Linked DNA regions of Mus musculus: region 2 is linked to region 1. A link is a contact called in public HiChIP or PLAC-seq data. All regions are on one chromosome and are shown on one strand. Each heading gives the region's core, a stretch centred on a gene start, on an enhancer-like site or on the middle of the called end of the contact. The rest is flanking DNA. Distances are from core to core; before and after follow the strand shown.

The links. HiChIP or PLAC-seq counts read pairs in DNA pulled down with a chosen protein or histone mark.
Region 2: a contact with region 1 is called in an H3K27ac HiChIP or PLAC-seq map of microglia, with 5 times the contacts expected there. The contact joins the enhancer-like site here to the promoter of Ncan in region 1. A contact is called at or near these places in 3 of 39 promoter capture datasets (the C10 cell line, liver and pre-B cells), 1 of 115 datasets of contacts at active chromatin or transcription factors (microglia) and 2 of 9 other capture datasets (liver and pancreatic islet).

The regions. Positions count from the first base shown.
Region 1 is chr8:70,119,239-70,122,155 of GRCm38.p6, forward strand. Ncan (neurocan) reads right to left here and starts at 1,606. Exons shown (of 15, transcript NM_007789.3): 1 at 1,490-1,606.
Region 2 is chr8:70,340,694-70,343,716 of GRCm38.p6, forward strand. It overlaps Upf1 (UPF1 regulator of nonsense transcripts homolog (yeast)), which reads right to left. Exons shown (of 24, transcript NM_030680.3): 3 at 2,642-2,731; 4 at 1,317-1,484; 5 at 767-947; 6 at 1-18. Among named protein-coding and RNA genes, the nearest start is that of Upf1, 11 kb to the right of the region's middle. Within about 2 kb of position 1,443, at least 52 of the 459 cell types and tissues checked have an H3K27ac peak or open chromatin away from gene starts, as enhancers often do. A contact at or near this core is called in microglia, where this site is marked.

The DNA.
Region 1 (2,917 bases), core at 356-2,855:
TCCTGGCCCGAGACTCACACTGGATGTGTGTGCATGAGTGTAGAACACTGGAGAAGAAAGGAAGCCAAGCTGAGGACCTCCACCCTGGCCTCCGTGCCCACTGTGGCTCCTCAGGTTTGCACTCCCATGCTCTGAATCCCCTTTCCCTATTCACAAGACACACCCCAGGAGAGACACACACAGAGACTTTCAGGGACATTAACAAAGGGAACCATGCCTGTGTTGGCGGAGTAGGCTGCGCGACCTCTACACAAAGACACCCACAATCTGGAGCCCTCTGCTGAAGCCCCTAACGAATCCGTTCACCAGGTCTGGCTCCTCCCACAGGCTGCCACACCAGCCCTGGGATGCATGTGGCCTTGGTGACCGATGCAGGGCCACTGATAATGTGGCCCCAGCATAGTTTTGTAACAAAAGACACTGTTAGCAGTTATATCAGTCACAGGAGACCCTAGACATGCCTCTCCTCATAGCTCGTTGACACACAAAGACCCCCGATTCCTGGGGTGAAAACCTTCCTTGTCTCCCTGTAGGGACGGCCAGGGATCACCGAGACTGCCAGAGTCTGGGATGGCACAATGTATGAATTCATACCTTCCTAACTGGTCCCCACATGTCACCCATCCTGGACTGCCTCAGCCTGGCTTTATCCCAAACACACTTAGAATGAACAAAGCCACACTGTGGTGTATGCACGGGGGTCACTCCTATACCCAAGCACTGGGTCCCTTCCCTTCTACCACCTGATCATCCAAAGAGAGTTTTAAAATGCACCATACAGGTAGACTGGGGGTGAAGCACTGGGGTGGAGTGCTGAGATTACATGGAGATGTGAGGCATCTGGGGGGTCCTGTCCCCTCACAGGGTCCATCCAGGTCCTGAACATCCATTTTGGGGCATACCAGAACCCACACCCAGCATTAGCCAGGACAGTAAACATGCTTACTGGGGAAAGGGACTGCACCCCAACTCCTTATCTGTTAGAAAACCAGGGTGACTCTTAGGATGGGTGTCTGAGCCTCCTTCTTAGCTCAGGATGCAGTAAGAGGACAGAGACCTGTCTGACTTCCTTTTCCAGGGAAGAGACTCTGCTACACACACTCTTAAATTGGGGGACCCTTTCCCCACCACAGCCTTCCATTCATGTGTAAATTGGAGGTCCCCATTTCAAGTTCCCAGCTTGTCTTTATTCCAAACTCGGGGTACCCCTCCCCTAGCCCTAGCTTTCAGCACCTCCTGCTTGATCCAGAGAACTATATGCAGCCAGGGATCCTCCCTACCAGAGATGGGAAAGTCTTTTCATTCAAGACTCCCTTCCATTCCCAACACCCTTAAGGCCGCCCCTCATGCACTCAGGCCCCCCAAACTTGGTTCCCCTCCCCCATCGTTCCCTGCCCATTTTCATCGAGGAGGGGGCTTCCCCTTCATTCTGGTCAGTCCTCCCCAAGCCCTATTTTCTGTTGCCCCCCTCCTTCCGGCCCCCCCACACCTGGCTCCTTAGCGCGAACACATCCCCACGGTTCCGGGCACAAAGGACGCGACGCCCCGCTCCCGGTGTTTCTTCAGCCCTAGAGCCCAGGCGCTCAGCACGCCAGGCGCAGCCTCCTCACTTATAAAGGAGCACAGGGATGCTCTGCGCATGCGCAGCCCCTGGCCTCCAGCTGGCTTGCCTGAGATTCCTTTCACGTCTGTCCGGACACAGTCCAGGGGCTGGCTACACCTGACTCCGCCCCCTTCTCTTTGAGCTCTTAGGTACCCCATTAAATGACTCCAGTATGCCTCATGAGGCCACCTGCTCCGATTTACAGGTGGGAAAACTGAGCCTCATGGATGTAAGAGTGTTTGCCAAGATCACTCAGAAGGAAAGGGCAGAGTGGGGATTCAAACTCGATTCCCCAAGGTTCCAAAGACAGTTAACCATTTCTAGAACAGAAATGGGCTCGGAGGACCCACTGGGTCACACAGCTGCTAAAAGTCACCAAGGAGCCCGTGAGATGACAGTAATAGCCTTTGTTCAGCAGTAAATGTTTGCTGCCAAGCTCAAGGACCCGAGTTCAATCCCTGTGACCTACAGGGTGGATGGAGAGACGTGACTCCTGCAACTTGTCCTCTGACCTCCACAACCCCACACCAAATAAATAAATAAATATGATAGAAAATGTTAAATCATCAGGGACCAAGTCTGGATGTGTTAACTGCAGAACTGCTCCAGCAGCTCTGCCCTATTCATCTCATTCATTCATTCATTCATTCATTCATTCATTCATTCACTCATTCATTCGCCTTTTCTTATCATTGCTTAATGGTGCACACCAGGGTCACGTGTTTACGATGCTCCTACTTTGGGCAGGAGCATATGTGCCATTTTCACACCTGTTCTTTAAAAGCCAAGATTTTAGGGGCTGGGGATGTGGTTCAGTTGGTAGGTAGGGTGCTGCTTAGCATGCCGGAAACCTTGGGTTTGACCTCCAGCACTTCATAAACCAGGCGTAGTATGGAAGTGCATGACTGAAACCCCAGCACTTGGGAGAGGAAGACAGAGGATCAGGAGTTTAAGGGTCATCCCCAGCTACTTACCCAATTGGAGACCAGCCTGGGCTACGTGAGATCCTAGCCTCAAAAGCAGTCCTGAGGGGAGGGGACCTCAAGAGATGGCTCAGTGGATGAAGCGCTTACCTCACATGCATGAGGACCTGAGTCCCCAAACACCCACACAGAATTAGTGTACAGTGACATTCCTATAACTTCAGTGAGGACAGAGACAGGTGAAGCCCTGTGTCTTTTTTAAAAAGAAAACTTTTCATTGGCTCTTTGTGAATTTCACATCATGCACCCCAACCCCACCCCTCTCCCTCTCTTCCGTACCTGCCCTCCACCCTTGCAACCTTCCCCCAACAGAGGAGAAGGAAATCTCATC
Region 2 (3,023 bases), core at 193-2,692, 220 kb after region 1:
AGTGGCTGAAGGATTTTCCTATGGCCAAGAATAGTGCTGTGTTCGTCCTGGCAGCCAGTGATCAAGAGCTCAGAAGCAAGCCAAGGCCTCTCAGCACAAACCCTCGTAGGTGGAGAGTGGCCACTGTGCCGGGGCCTGCGCTGAGCCTACTGTTCTGATGGCCCTGGCATACTCAACACCATTCTAACCCCAATAAACCTGGCAACAGCACCCCCACAGCCCAGCACAATACTCAGGCCCATCTGGAGCCCCAGATTCGGCTGTCAGAGTCTCATGATTCTCCCAGTGAGCCAAGTCCCTCTCTCATATCCTGTAGCAACATACCTCCTCTGGGACCAACTGCCCTCTGTGAGCCTCACTGAGACAGAGAGCAGAGAACCTGGGCATACTGAGGTAACTGGAACTTGACCACCCAAGTGCAAAGAGACTAAGCTGGACAAGCTTAGAAGGTTTCTATCCAATACTACTTGGGATTCCTGGTTAGAGGGTGCTCAACTGACACCCCTAGTCACATTTGGAAAACAAGGTCAGAGTCTAAAGCTAGCCAGAACAGAACTCCAACCTAATCTGGAACCCTGACTTGTCATTAGGGATAAGGACAGGTGCTCCTTGGAGTAGGAATCTCATAACAGCCTAACCCAATTACTCAGACCATCCACTATGTCCCCTGCAGAGCCCTAGGTCATGTCCCCACCCCCACCCCCAATATCTCCTGCCCAGTGTGAGGCTTGCCACGTTACTTTTCTTTTGTCTATGAGTGGCTCACCTTCCAGAGCTCTTCCAGCTTGTTGATCTGCTGTGCCGTGATCTGCCGTGCTCGCAGCTGCTCCTGCTCAGAGGGAATCTTGACCAGCCATGACAGAAAGCACCGGTCCTGGATTAGGGGCTGCCACTGTGAGCTGTCCCAGTTGATGTCCTTCAGGCTGCTCTGGCTGGCACAGGGCTGCCTGTGCAGGTGTGGGGCAGGAGAGAGGGTTGGGACCTGGCCCAGGAGGCCTCAAACTAGCCAGAAGGCAGCAGCAGCATCTGCACGCCCAGCTCTGGCCTCAGTTCACAGCAGACCTGTCACTTTCCTTCTTTCAGTTTTTCAGACAGGTTCTAACTGGGTAGCCCTGGCTGGCCTTGGCCTCTCTTTGTAGACCAGGCTGGCCTTGAACTCAGAGAAACTTCTGCCTTTGCCTCCCCAGGGCTGAAGTTAAAAGTGTACACTACCACATCAGGCCAGACTTCATTTTCTAATTTGACCAGAATACACACAGAACTTGGTCCCAGCAGACACTGTCCTCTCCAGCCCAGCCCTGCTGCAGGCAGCTCACCTGCACAACAGCACCACCACAGAGTCGGCCTTCGCAGGGATGAAGCCCAGCAGGAAGACGTTGCGGCAGCCACAGTTGTAGCACTCCAGCACGGTCTCGCCCAGAGGCCCGTCCTTGTGCAGCGTCACTTCCTTGCATTTTGCCCTCACGAGGTGATTCACAATGTGGCTGAGACCAGGAAACCATCGCAGTTAACACCCCAAGCTTGGCTTCTCGGCACCTCCAGGTCGGCTACCCCATGCAAAATGTCCAGTACTGCTCATGGTCTGTCAGCACAGGCCAGATGGTCACACCTCAGGGGCACAGGTGCCCAGGGAGCCTCAGCCCCGCTCGCTTGTTCACTGACTCACACAACCCCTCCATTTCCTCTTTCTCTAGCCCCAGCACATGGTGCTAACTTAACCTCTGGCAGCCATGCTCAGCAAAAATGGCTCCTTCCAGGTCCTCTTTTTCCATGCCTATTTAAACAAACAGGTCACCTCCTGGTCTCTATAGCAAGGAGCTGCCCTAAGGACCATAGCTCCCATCCCTTCCCCGTCACATATGAGGACATGGCCTACCCCAATAGTGGCCCACATTGGCTGGCCACCTCAGGGCCCACAGGCTCTGCCAGTTCTTCCTGACTGTCTTAGTTGTCTTTCTGTATGATCCCATGAAACCCCCACTGTAGTGACCATCCAGCCATTCTTAGCTTTGTAGGTCTTACTCCTCCTTCTGAGAATGGGATGTCTTGGTCCCTGAAAGTGACTTTAAGATCTTTTAAAGATGATAATCCCTGCCTCACTGTAGACCTGGTACCTACAACCTTCTGTGGCATTCTTTTTACAGAATGTCCTCAGAAACAAGCCACACCCCTGGTGGCAGTGGGAAACAGGCACACCTGGCTCAGTTGTTTCTCTCCAACAGTGTTTACTGACACTTGCATGGAGAGCCAGCATGATATAGGGATGAGTCTAGTTGTTCCTAATGACTTAGGATCTTGAACCATTGGTTCCAGAGACAATCAAGTCAACTGGCTCAGCTGGATGCCCTCAACCTCCCAGGAACAAGGACAGGCAGGCCATGCCAGCCTCATTTCATGAGAGGCAGGCACAGCCTGAGAACAGAATTAAGCCAAACTCCTCACATAATGAGCGAGGCAGAGAATCAATCAAGGATAAACATGTCGAAGCGTTCACACGCCACCATCTGTTTCAAGTTACACCAGTCAAAGGGGGAGCCCAGGTTCACCAGCACCATCTCATTCCAGCTTTGCTCCAACAACACCGTAACTCACAGCAGCCCTAGTGTTGCTGATTAAACACACATGCATGGCTGTCAGCTACCTGCCAGAAGTATTTCCTCGGCCATTGCAGAACCACTTCTTGCTGGTATTACAGTAAACCACGCAGGCAGGATCATGGATTCCACAGTAACTGGAAAAGCCCAAACATCAACAGTCAGTACTGGCCTGCAGCTTTCAGGTTTGGTTAGTGTGAGGGCAACACAGATGCCTGAGTGGCACAGGCCCAAGGCAATCCTGGCCCCTTCCCTTCAGCCTGCAAGTTTCTAACAAGGTTGTGGGAGCACCTGACTCCAGAAGGCAGGTACTGTGCAACCAGAGAATGCTCAGGCCCAACCCAGGCTAAGGGAGGCCCCTGAATCACTGGGTCTCCATAGCTCTGTTGTGCACCGGCAGGCTGGGGCCATGAGGTGTCAAACCAGAAA